Regions from separate parts of the Sus scrofa genome. Here all the other regions are linked to region 1. The links are chromatin contacts, called in public Hi-C maps. All regions are on one chromosome and are shown on one strand. Each heading gives the region's core, a stretch centred on a gene start, on an enhancer-like site or on the middle of the called end of the contact. The rest is flanking DNA. Distances are from core to core; before and after follow the strand shown.

Evidence for each region. A called contact is a pair of places that touch in the nucleus more often than the background predicts.
Region 2: a contact with region 1 is called in a Hi-C map of liver, with 2.7 times the contacts expected there. The contact joins the promoter of ACADL here to the enhancer-like site in region 1. A contact is called at or near these places in 5 of 47 Hi-C or Micro-C datasets (adipose tissue, alveolar macrophages, liver and 2 more) and 1 of 2 datasets of contacts at active chromatin or transcription factors (alveolar macrophages).
Region 3: a contact with region 1 is called in a Hi-C map of liver, with 2.1 times the contacts expected there. The contact joins two enhancer-like sites. A contact is called at or near these places in 1 of 5 promoter capture datasets (liver), 23 of 47 Hi-C or Micro-C datasets (adipocytes, adipose tissue, alveolar macrophages and 16 more) and 2 of 2 datasets of contacts at active chromatin or transcription factors (alveolar macrophages and skeletal muscle).

Annotation. Positions count from the first base shown.
Region 1 is chr15:112,684,239-112,688,644 of Sscrofa11.1, forward strand. It overlaps UNC80 (protein unc-80 homolog), which reads left to right. Exons shown (of 63, transcript XM_021075020.1): 52 at 1,802-1,925; 53 at 2,885-3,010; 54 at 4,227-4,350. Among named protein-coding and RNA genes, the nearest start is that of RPE, 37 kb to the right of the region's middle. Within about 2 kb of position 1,928, at least 3 of the 83 cell types and tissues checked have an H3K27ac peak or open chromatin away from gene starts, as enhancers often do. A contact at or near this core is called in liver, where this site is marked.
Region 2 is chr15:112,967,384-112,971,789 of Sscrofa11.1, forward strand. ACADL (acyl-CoA dehydrogenase, long chain) reads right to left here and starts at 1,998. Exons shown (of 11, transcript NM_213897.1): 1 at 1,922-1,998. The coding sequence starts at 1,998.
Region 3 is chr15:112,947,692-112,952,097 of Sscrofa11.1, forward strand. All of the region lies in intron 8 of ACADL (acyl-CoA dehydrogenase, long chain), which reads right to left. Among named protein-coding and RNA genes, the nearest start is that of ACADL, 19 kb to the right of the region's middle. Within about 2 kb of position 1,975, at least 5 of the 83 cell types and tissues checked have an H3K27ac peak or open chromatin away from gene starts, as enhancers often do. A contact at or near this core is called in liver, where this site is marked.

The sequences.
Region 1 (4,406 bases), core at 678-3,177:
TTCATATGCCACAGGTGCAGTCCTAAAAAGAAAAAAAATATGTGTATTTAACATAGTATTTTTAAGTACCAGTTTTAGAGAAATGCCAAGCTTTACAATAATCAGCGAAGCAGCACCTAAAGAAATCTCTGGACTAATAATAAATACCTAATTTTCACCTTTTTGCCTAATGCAGGTGGTACTAAATAAATGTTATTACCACTTAATCTCCATTCAGTGGCCTCACATATCTGCTGGTAGCCTTTCCATGAGCAGATGCCTCTGAACCAGTCTACCTGGAGAGCTGAGCCCAGTTTAGAGACCTATAGCCACAGTGAGCAGATAATTCAACTCATAAATGCTAATAAACCCACTGACTTGGAAATGTCATGTTTGGGTTAGTGAGGGCATATCGTCCTATTAAACTAAACCCCAAAATCAATGAAATTCTTGCCCAAGAATTTGTAGCAATTATTGTTCAATTTGTCAGAACGTTTCCAGGCTTTATCCTGTGACCTTCTTCATTTATGCAGCATCAGGAGCTGTTGAATTTGTAAAAAAAGAAATTGAAAGATTTCATTCTAATAATTGATGGTTTGATCTTATGTTCTTTTATACCATGATGACAAATGCCTATACATTATTTCAAGATTATTTACTTCAATAACATGGAAATACCTGTCCTTAAAGCACTCCTATTTTCTTTAGCAGTCTCACATTTGCACCCATTGGCAAATGGCCAGAGTCTCATAAACCTTAAGAGGGTATATGAAAGTAACTTTGCTTCTAAAGATGTAAGGCATCTCCATGGGCTGACTCATTTGTCGTATAACCAAGCCCAGTATCAAGAACAGCATGCTTCTAAAAGTAGACTTCTGGATTAATGCATAGACTTGTAGGCAATTTTCTTGGGATGCATGCTGTGAATTGGAGTTGTCTTGAGTTTAATTTCTTCAGGCAATCTCAATTCAACCAGAGAAATGTTGACTAAACCTGACCTCTGCATTACTTGGCCTCAGGGATGTCAGTATATCCTCATTTATGAACATTTCCATTTTGTCCTTGTAGAGATTTCAATTTGGTAAGCAATATAAGCTTAGACATTATTTCCAGAATAATATTTGCTAATAACATCAATCTCGGTAAAGCCCAACACGTTTATTTTGGGGACCCCAGAAAGGACTCTTTCAGTATCAAGCCCATTACAGAGTAGGTTGTCTTCTATGCCAGAAAATCCTGGAACATACCACCATTTATACTACCTTAAAAAGTAACCCCAAAATATCATTTTTCAGGAGGCCAAGAAAGACAATTTTTTAAGTAGAGCATTGTCCTCTAATATCATCTTTTCAGCAAGAGTTAAGCCATAAATATCTAATAGTCTGTTGTAAAAGCTGATGAGGTCAACTATAGTCTGATAAAAAGACGTCAGAAACACAGCCTATAGTCAGATTAGTTCTACTGGAGTACTGACTCCCGGGATGGGTTTTCGGAAATGGTCTCACACCCTCTCTCGAAGTTAAAACTAGGAAACTTGAAATGCCACCCATTCATCATCTCTGTTTTTTTCTTCAATAGATTTTGTCTCATTAGTCATGTGGGGCAGGAGTGCCTCTGCTGCGTTTTCAGTATCCTCTTCCCTTCCCACTGTGCTCTGTACTTTTGGAACAACCTGGGTAAACTTCGTCCCCTGTTGAAGCACTTTGTTGTCTCAGACACCGTTCCTGTCTTAGATGGCGTCAGAATCACTGTCTCATTCGCTCATTTCAGACAGTCTCCAGAAAGGAGCCACGCTGCTAATGGCTCCTATATTATATTCCAGGCGACAGGTTGAGTGGGAGCCTGCCAGCAATTTGATTGAAGGGGTTTGTTTGACACTTCAGAGGCAGCCAATCATATCCTTCCTCCCTCACCTTAGGTCACTGATCAATGTCTGTGTCAATCTGGTGAGTAGCCAAGTGGCAATCTTATGAAACTTTGCAAAATTTAACTCTGCTATTGACTTCTCTGAACTGAAGATTTACAGGTCAATCTACCTACCTACATACCTACCCATGAAAACAGACGGCTCAGGTGACACTGAAAATAGTGAGGTGCATTTCAAGGTGGTGCATGGGGAGATCCAGGGACCCATCCCTACACAAGTGGGATTTTGGTGTGCTGCTTCCCACGCACTACTTTGACAGTTGACCTCTTCAAGTTGCGCTGAGAGTTGAGGGCTGCCAGTTGGAGAGTGGGGTGGGAGACTGCACAATTGGCTAGACATTGAGGTAGTCTGGGGTGGGGGAGTTTAAAATACAAAGAGTATTTTTTTTTTCTTTTTAGAACAAAATGATGCTATGAGTTGGCCAGTCTAGGATTTATCTGAAAAAAAAATTTTTTTTAATCATTTATGTAATATCTAGAGTCTGGTCCTGACAAGGTTTTGTACAATGTGGAAACCATGATAGAGCATTTCATGGAATAGAATCTGCTGCTTAGCTAGTTAAGCAATCAATCTGCAGCTGGAATGCCTAGTGCAAATAGAGCTCTTGCCATCATCATTGTTGTCCAGTATTTGCTCCATCAAAGAATGTTGACTGCATTCCTTTGAGTCCATGAGTAAGTATGTCCAGTCTCCTGATTAGAATAATTTTTGCTTCATCTCTCATTTCTTACATAGTTAGTTATAAACAACATTCTACAAAACCTTGGCTGAATCCTGTGTAATTGTTCCATCTGACTCTAGACATTACATGCCTTCAGAAGAAGGCGACACGAACAGATTGAAAGTAACATGCCCAACCTTCAAATTATTCATATTATCCTTTTCATCATCATTATTATTATTGACTCAGACTCCCTTACTATGGTTGCATGACAATGCAATAGTCAAGGCTGGTCATGTGCTCTGTTTGTATTTCAGGTGATGGGAGTAGTAGGACCCTCCAGTGTTGCTGATGGATTACCCCTTCTTCATCTCAGCCCTTATCTCTCACCACCTCTGCCCTTCAGCACAGCTGTTGTCCGGCTTGTAGCATTGCAGATACAGGTGTGACTGCCTTACCTGTTTGTCACGCTCTTTAAGTTGCTGGTTGAGGCACCAGATCATGGTGTTCTCGTTGTTTTTCTGCAAAGGCTGGGCAAAATCTGTGAAACAATAGTGTAAACATCTCCAAACTTCTACAGGTTTGGAGCATCAGCCCTGAGCTTGGTCCTAAAGTTGTGCTTCTGTAATTCTTCTTGAGATCTCAAAAATAGCAGAGTCGTTTAGTCCTGCCACAAATTCAGAAACTGCTTCAGTCGTTTAAAATGGAAAATAATGGTTCACAGATAATCAGCTCACAATTGTTAATTAAAAGAGGCCGTAATATTCAAAGTCTGGTTTTAAATTACGTGAGGAAAGAATTGCAACAAAAAATTCTTTCAAATGTTATTACTAGACTCTGAATATCTTAATTTTCTTTAACGATTGTGGGTTGAATATTGCGGGTGCTTTTTTTAGATCATTTTTCTCCCACTTCTTTTATTTCCTAAGATTAAAACAATCATTCCCAAGGCAAAAAAAAAAAAAAAAAAAGAATAGAATGCCTATTTCTGTGTATCACCGAAGTGGTAAATCACCAGAAAGCTCTTTGACCAATGGGAAGTATACAATTGCTGTAAATGGATAAGTGACCCATTCATTATCTGACAAGCTTGATGGTCCATTATCCAGAGAATAGGTAGATGATGGAAAAGAGATTAAGCAAGCTGTGGCTACCATGCAGAAGGGAAACAATGACATCCCTAAAGTGATACATTTTAACAATATGTGTATTAGGATCATTTATTTCTTTCTATACTGTCTGTTGTTTTCTGGCTTGAAGAAGGCCTCATACAGGGGTCAGAGGACTTCTAATAAATCCAGATGGAGCCAAGTGGCTAGTTCTCCTTTTTTTTTCTTTGGTCGCTAAAATATTCATTGCTGGACACATGGAGAAAATGGGAAATGCGGTTATTTTTGTGCCAGACTATAAGTATTGTAATTTTTCATTTCATATTCAAGATGTTACTGTTTTTTTTTAGATATATAGCCTCAATCATGTCAAGCAAATGGTAAAGTATCAGTATGGGGGTGAATCTTGTATGCTGCACAGATGACAACTGAACTCCTAGTTTGCAGGTGCAGCCAGCAGGGAGTTGGGTCTCCGCCATGCTGTGTAAAAACAAACAGACTGAATGTGTGAGGGAGTCAATTAATCTTTTTTTCTATTATTGCTGCACAGGCTTTAAAAGAAGATTTTCCTTTAAGCCATGTGATCTCCCCATTCACCAATCAAGAGCGAAGGGAGGGGATGCTTTTAAATCTGCTCATCCCATTTGTGCTCACAGTAGGATCTGGAAGCAAAGGTCTGATTAATTTAACTAAAGGAAATGTATCATTGTTGTTATGTTTTCTTAAGTAT
Region 2 (4,406 bases), core at 748-3,247, 280 kb after region 1:
AAGTGTTCAAGAGAGAGTACAGCATAACGAAGAAAATCAAAACAAGTGAAAAGTTTATTGGAACATCCATTTTCCAAAGACCAAGGAACCTGTACTAAATAAATAGGCCCTTTTTCTCCCAATAAAAACCAAGAAATCTGTACTGACTTTATAAATTAGCCATTGTCTTCCTAAAGCATTAAACTGCTACTGATCTAACAGGTTAGACTCTATTATTATTATTTTAAGCCTACTTACATTATAAAAGGGAGCTTGACTCCACCAGCACCTTTAGGCAACACGTGGGAGCTGGTTATATATACACAATCTCAGGCCTCCTTCCAGGTCTATTGAATCCATCTGTGCCTCTAATGCTTGAAGGACACAGGTGTTAGGGACCTGTTGAACCTCAGCACAATCAAAACTCCTTGTATAACCTACAGTCCCCCATATATATATAATATATAGCCCTCCGTATTTGTGAGTTCCCCAGAGCACAGTTCTGCATCCTTGGATTCAACCCACTGTGAATTGTGTAGTACTGCAGAATTTACTACTGAAAAAAATTTACATAAGTGGACCCACAGAATTCAAATATGTGCTGTTCAAGGATCAACTTTATTTTAGTAGTAGCAGTCCTAAGTGATTCATATGTACATTAAAGTTTAAGAAGTCTGTTAAAATAAAACTGTACTCCTTGACCCATTCAGAGGGTCCCTCAGGTCCTTTTGCCAATATTCTTCCTATATTTAAACTACTTGTCACAACAGACAATGCAGAAGCAAATCTTAGAATCGGGCTGTTGCCTATTAAGCCAGACATTAAGGGATCTACAAAAGTGTAAAACAATGTCACTTTTCTTACTTTTTGGGGAAAAGTTATTTTTCCATAAAAATGTTATTTAACATATAATGAGTTACTTTACATGAACTAAATGTATTTCCAAGTGTTGTAGGTATGTATAATACTGATATCATCCACAGATAAAACCCACATAAATAAAAGATCTTTGAGGACCTCTAATTTTAAGAGCACAAAATATTCCTGATACCCAAAAGTCTCACCTTCACCGTCTTATGAAGTTCTGGGACTGAGCTTAGAAAAGTATGTGTGTCCCAACGTCCTCACTCCTCAGTGATGCCTTCCCAGCCTTCCTCCACAACAGGAGGAATTTTGTTTCCAAAGCATCTTAGAGTGCTGCAATGAACTAATCGAACCTTCCTGTCACTCTCATTAGAGAATCCCCAGTGCTTCCAATTTGTTTATCTAATGACAGGATTTTAGGTGTTATACGGTAGGGGACGCTTTTGATCTTATAAATATTACCATAATATCACCGACCCACTTAGGAACCCTATTACTTCCTCCGCATTTAATTAATTAAAAGATCTGTCAGATCTCCAGTTAATTCCCTTATGTGATGGAGCCGTTATCAGGTCTTTGCTGCTGTCCAGGAGTGTCTTCTCCAGGCGTCCCTGCAAAGGGTGGAGGCTGCGGGAGTCCCACTCCCAAGTTCACTATGGGGCGGTGCCTTCTGCCACAGTTCCAACTGGACCAAAGGTCGTGGTGCCCAAGAGGTGACTCCCCAACATCGCCTCTCAGAAACTCTTCAAAATACAGACTCCCGGTGTCCTCCGTAGACCATGAAACCAAACAGGCTGAACCCAGGCCAGAAAGGGTTGGCAATCCCCCCGCCCCCACACCCTTTCGACTCCCCAGGCGGTGAGGCTGCAGTGGCAGAGCTCCGCTCTCGCCGCAGGGGGTATGATCACTGTTCCGGAAGCCTCCCGGCAAAGCCCAGCTGCTTCTCCTACCCTCCTACGCCCCAAGGCTCAGTTCAAGCTCTGGGCGACTGGTTTCGAGCCCCAGGAATGGAGTGTGCGTGTCGCCGCGCGGCCCTGCAGCCTCCCTGCTGCACAGATAGAGCAGGGCGGGCACTAACCTCGAGGCCGTCGGTAGGCGCGGAGCACAGAGGCCGCCCCACAAGCGCAGAGATCCACGGAGGAGTCGTGTGGCCATGGCTGCGACAGCGAAAGGCAACTTGGGCGATGGCGCGTCTCCTCGGTGACTCCCTGTGTGCGGGGCGAGGCGCTGGGACAGCGGGATGTCCCTGGGGCCTTCCTCCTTGCAGTCACACCCCAAAAAACCTCGCACAGCCGCCCAAGTAAACGAGGCCGGCGTACCCTTCTAGACCAGAACGCCTTGGGCAGCGATCCTCAGCTACCCTGCGCGAGACTGCGGACGGTTTTTTGTGACACGCCCCTCTGCAGAAACTTACCAATGAAAAGATTCTAAAAGTAAAACTGTTAAGTTCCCTGCAGTGTTCTGTTTTATCTAAGCAGTTGTTTTCTTTGGCTTCCTGAACAGCTTTGAGAAACTCTGTAAGCCATGGAGGCTCAAAAATGGACCCACAAAGTCATAGTTACATAAAGTTTGTGTGTTTGTTTGTTTTTAACATTGGAAATTAGCTTACTTAACATATAAGACTATGCAAGCAGTGTTTTCTTTTCTTTCTTAACTATTTTATTTCTTTGCAGTGGCTGATGTGGGGATCTCAGCTCCCAGACCAGGTTGGGATGTCGATGCAGAAGCCTCCTCATGTAACACGTGTTAGCTGTTTCTTTGTTTTTTTTCTTTTTAGGGCTGCACTCCTGGCGTATGGAGGATCCCAGGCTAGGGGTCGAATTGGAGCGGTAGCTGCGGGCCTACAACACAGCAATGTTGGATCCAAGCTGCATTTGTGACCTACACCACAGCTCACGGCAATGCCGGGTCCTTAACCCGCTGAGCAAGGCCAGGTGTCCTCATGGATACTAGTGGGGTTCGTTAACCACTGAGCCATGACAGGGAGCCATGGCAGGGGCTGTGTTAGCTGTTTTTATTCTCCTCCACCCACGTACTCACAATCCTTTTCAGGTTATGGTGTTTTAAAAATGACATTTATAATCAATTAACAGAAAATTAATTTTTTCCCCTAATTCAAGGACTCTAATAATGGTATTTCAAATGAAGATCTGAAAAGATCAGGTAAATTCATTTAGCTGTCACTATGAATGAATGTCCTGGTGCTGATGCAGAACTATCTGGAGGAACTAGTTGGGGCAAGCAGGCCTTTGCTTTGCCTCAGATCAAATTGTGTGGGTGACTATGTTTCTAATCTCCAAGGAGCACAAGGATAGCACAAGTGTAGATAACAGAGGCAAGGTTTCTTTACTTGAAGACTTTAAGAATTACTATCAAAAGGTTAGTAGATGCAAACTATTGCATTTGGAGTGAATAAGCAATGAGATCCTGGATAATGTGAGAAAAAGAATGTATAATATATGTATGACTGGGCCACTTTGCTGTACAGCAGAAATTGACAGAACATTGTAAATCAGCTATAATATAAAAACAACTTCAAAAAAAAAAGACAGAGAAAAAAGAATTATTGCCAATATCCTTGGAAAGTAGAATAACATAAGAAAACCCACCACTCTAATTCTAGAGGACGTGATCAGTGGTTTATACAGAGATGGGTCTCATTATAATTTCCTCATACTTAAAGAGACAGGAAGACATTATCTATGTGCTTAATGATTTACTGTGCTGCTTTTCATACACCCACTAATGATAGATAAGCTTTTTTTCAAATATGAAAATACTGAATAATTGGTTTGGATTCTTGTCATACCTCTTTGAATGATAAAGTTCTCCTTGTCATATCCCCTGTTTCTTATTTGTAGGAAATAGGCTTAATTCAACCTCTTTGACCTTCCCTGAGTTCCAAAGGGCAGATTCAAACAGTGAGGGAATGTAGGTAGACACAAAGGACGACAGTTAAGAAACAGCGGTGCAACCAGGGGGCACGGGGTCCTGGTCCCTCCTCAAGGAATATACATAACACTACCTTTGAGTTATTCTGCAGGATCTAAGGCTCCTAACCCAGGACAGTAACTTCAGGCTGAGCCCAAGATTCCTGGAACACCACCTTGTTACCTCACTGCCAACAGATCAGACGAAAGTCACACACCTGCAGTTCTCATCCCAATTTTTGCCTGTACAAATTTCATCCCTGGAGTTCCCCTCGTGGTACAGCGGAAACAAATCCGACCGGGGAACCATGAGGTTTTGGGTTCGCTCAGTGGGTTAAGGATCCGGCATTGCCGTGAGCTGTGGTGTAGGTCATAGAGTCGGCTCAGGTCTGGTGTTGCTGTGGCCGTGGCGTAGGCCGGTGGCTACAGTTCCGATTAGACCCCTAGCCTGGGAACCTCCATATGCTGCGAGTTCGGCCCTAAAAAGACAGAAGACAAAACACAAAAACAAAAATTTCATCTCCCAAACCACTGAGGAGTTTGGTTTTTCACCACCCATTCTCTTCGCTTGGCCCTTAAATAAACATTTCTCTGCTCCAAATGCCGAATTTTTGTATTTGGCCTCACTGTGCA
Region 3 (4,406 bases), core at 725-3,224, 260 kb after region 1:
CCTCTTCATGCCTCAATATCCTTATCTGAAAAGAAGGATAAATATAATATTTATTACATGGAGTTGTGAAGGAAAAAAAGAGGTAATCCATTTAGCACAGCATTATTTAATATCCGAATTTTACTGTCATATTGTACAATCCATAGAAAATCGTAAGACTTGATATCAACTATGGAGCATATGGATGAGATGAAATGAAAAATCCTGTAACTACTACAACTTAAGTATGGTAGGTCTCCATTCTACAAAGAAAATAAATTTTGTGAAATGTATCCAAGTGGTCAGAAAGCCTCAAAATGTTCAAAATTCAAGAATAACAAAGAGAAAGGAAATGAGGCAGTTATATGGTCATAAAAATGATGTTTAGCCAAGTATAATACAACTTTTAAAAGTCTTATATTTTAATTTAATTTGATTTTTTTAGGGCCACACCCACAGCATATGGAAGTTCCCAGCCTAGGGGTCAAATTGGAGCTACAGCTGCCCACCTATGCCACGGCCACATCAACCCAGGATCTGAGCTGCATCGGCAACCTACACCACAGGTCAGGGAAATGCCGGATCCTTAACCCACTGAGCGAGGCCAGGAATTGAACCCACATCCTCAGGGATATTAGTCAGGTTCTTAACCCGCTGAGCCACAATGGGAACCCATTCTATTTCAATGTAATACTGAAACCGTTGTACACCCAGCTCTAGAATAGAAGGTGCAAGCATGTACTGGTCACTCATCTTCTCCGAATACACATCTAGACTGATGTGAAAATATTATTCAGAGATACTTATTCATATAAAACAAGATTAGAATACCTCAGAAATCTCAGAACTACACTTTTACTTAGAATACTGCTCCTACCAATACTATACACGCTTGTGGAAGCAGAGTGCTACTGCCACCTAGTGAATTTAAAGTAAACTACTTTTGAAAGAAGGCAACGATAAAATACTTGTTTTGAAAAGGAAGGATTAAAAAGATTTTTTTTTTTTTTTTGCTTTCAAAATACATACATACATATATTGTTAAATAAATAAATATTTTAGAAGAAACTTTTTTTCCTATGGGAAAATAGTATACCAATTTCCTATTTTCTTCATGGTTAAATGTCAAATCACATTTAAACTTCTGAAGGGTTTTGTTTTTGTTTTAGTCTTTTTAGGGTGGCACCTGCGGCATATGGAAGTTCCCAGGTCAGGGGTCTAATTGGAGTTGCATCTGCTGGCCTACACCACAGCTCACAGCAACACTGCATCCTTAACCCACTGAGAGGCCAAGGATCCAACCCACATCTTATGGATACTAGTCAGGTTCATTACCACTGAGCCACAGCAGGAACTCCCCCCACCCCTTTTTTTGTCTTTAAAGTTCTAAACTTTAAAGCCAAACTGGGTAATAGCGTAGTCATCTTTGTATAATTTAATATGAAGTTCATAAACATAGGAGGTGTAGATTTCCAAGGGGACCGAAAATGTGTCTATTTGGTTCGCTTTTTATAGTTGCCAGGGTAGGGGTAAGGCCATGTGCATTTTAATAAACTTTTTTTTTTTTATTTTTTAGCCATTTTTAGCATATGGAGTTCCTGGGCCAGGGGTCAGATCCAAGCCACAGTTGCGACCTACGCCAGAGCTGTGGCAACGAAGGGCCAAGGATCCAACTTGCATCCCAGTGCTCCCAAGACACTGCTGGTCCTCTTGCACCTTAACATTTTTGATGTGAAAGTGTTGGTGGTTAGATTTGAGAAGCAAAGCATACTAATTACAATTTGGCTATGGTTGGGAAAGTCACAGAGTGTATCAAGTGGTATAACTTTCTTCACGTTGCTAGGAACCTACAGTGTGTAGCTCCAGAGTCATACCTACCAAATTACATTTGAGTACACAACCTTTCTAGAGGGCAAACAATACATATTTGCTCAGTGAAACAAATCATGTCAGTCAGTCTTTCTCCAAGGGAGACTATCGACCTTTGGAGTAAGGCAATGAGTTGTTATTCAAAGCTGTCTCTGAACACAGGGCATTCACGACACTGGCCTCCAGGGCACTGAATACCTCTTCCCATCCCAGTCGCTTTGTACCCTACTCCCTGACCTTTCTAAATGGATGGGGGAAGAAGGCAGTCATTGAAAACTAGGAATATGTAGACATCAGTGATACATAAATGAAAGGAAAACATCCTTGTTTCCCTCTCTTAAGGAAAGCACAATTTAGGCTCATCAAGTCACACTGTTTTTAAACATGTTTCTTTGATTAAGTGTGTGCCTCATTTTTATAGATTCAGAACAACTGTTTTTAGATCTGCTAAATTAGTAAGAAAGTTACGATGGAAAGTTTTTTTTTTCAGAATGGAAAAAGTTGGAGTTCCCATTGTGGTGCAGCAGAAACCAATCCAACTAGGAACCATGAGGTTGCAGGTTCGATCCTGGGCCTTGTTCAGTGGGTTAAGGATCTGGCGTTGCCATGAGCTGTGGCAGAGGTCACAGACTCAGATCTTGCATTGATGTGGCTGTGGTATAGGCCAGCATCTGTAGTTCTGATTCAACCTCTAGCCTGGGAACCTCCATATGTGCTGGGAGTGTGGCCCTAAAAAGTAAAAAAAAAAAAAAAAAAAAGAATGGAGAAAGTTAACTTGATGAACATATAGATAGGTAGTAAATACTTCCCAAAATGACATAGAGTTTAAGTTCAGATCAGGCTGAGTGAGAGAAGAAGCTGATAAAAAAAAAAAAAAGAAAGAAAGAAAGAAAAAAAAGACTCCCTTTACTGGAACAAAATGGAGTCTTTTTTATATTATATAAGGGAATAATAATAAAGTTAACTCTTGAACAATGTGGGGTTTGGAGGTGCTGCCACCTGTACAGTTCAAAAACTGGAGTATAGGATTTCCCTGGTGGCACAGTGGGGAAGGATCTGCTGTGGTCACTGCTGTGGCTCAGGCTGCAGCTGTGGTACAGTTTCAGTCCCTGACCTGGAAATTTCTGTATGGCCGGGCACAGCCAAAAAAACCAAATTAGGTTATAACTTTTGACTTCCCCAAAACTTAATTACTAATAGCCTACTGTTGATCAGAAGCCTTTCCAATAACATAAGTGGTTGATTATTATTATATACCATAAGTATTTACAATAAAGTAAGCTAAAGAAAATAAATTTTTTTTTTTTTTGCTTTTTTCGTTTTGTCTTTTTAGGGCCATACCCGTGACATATGGAGGTTCCCAGGCTAGGGGTCTAATCAGAGCTGTAGCCGCCAGCCTACGCCAGAGCCACAGCAATGCCAGATCCAAGCTAAGTCTGTGACCTACACACCACAGCTCACGGCATCACCAGATCCTTAACCCACTGAATGAGGCTAGGGATCAAACCCGCAACATCATGGTTCCTAGTTGGATTCGTTAACCACTGAGCCACGACGGGAACTCCAAAAATGGAAGATGTTAATGAAGCATTTTTCATTCCAGAAAGAAGGACCACCAGAACCAGTCCTGGGACCACTGAACACCAGCTTTGAAAAACAATGCAAGCTTGCACCTACCCTGATCCTTATCTGTGGCCCTACCTTCTACTCTCCAAAGTAAAAAACCACCTCCTGTTCTCTACCAAGGGAGGCACCGTCTTTAGGGCATCAGGCTGCTGTGACCCTTCTTTGCCTGGCACAGCAATAAAGCTATTTTTTCTCCTTCACCCACAACTCTGAGTTTCTATTCAGCACAGGTGGACAGAGGCTGAGTTTCAGTAACACTTGCCATTTACTCCTCTAGTCACTCTGGTCTGGCACCATACCAGCCCATCAATGGCTCTTACAAAATAGCCTACATATCATTATGCCCAGTGGGCACTCCTTGACCTTCATCTTATTTTCCTTCTAAGTAGCTCCCATCTATGTGAAATCCTCTTTTCTCCTGGCTTCTGCAAAAATACTTGCATAGTTTGCTTTCTCCCTTCTAGCTGTTCATTCTTAGTTATCCTCGGAGTCTCTTCCTTTCCCATTCTACCTTAAAATCTTCTCATTTCTCCTGCAGGAAGACTCCGATCTAGGATTTCTTTTGTCTTACTCTCTACTCTCTCCCTCACTGATCTCATCCACTTCCATGGATTCTAATGTCCCTGTGGATAAAAAAAAAATGTCACCTGCCATATTGGTAAACAAAGGATATTGTGGCCATCAAGCCAGCAGCCACTGCAGCCACTCCCAACTGTGCACCTCAAGGTGGTTCAGGATAGAGAAAAGCAGGATACTGTTAAGGTGCATATATCAAAGGAACTATTTCTTTCTTTCTTGTCTTTTTAGGGCTGCACCCATGACATATGGAAGTTCCCAGGCTAGGGGTTGAATGGGAGCTGTAGCTGCCAGCCTATACCACAGCCACAGCAACATGGGATCTGAGCCGAGTCTGCAACCTACACCACAGCTAC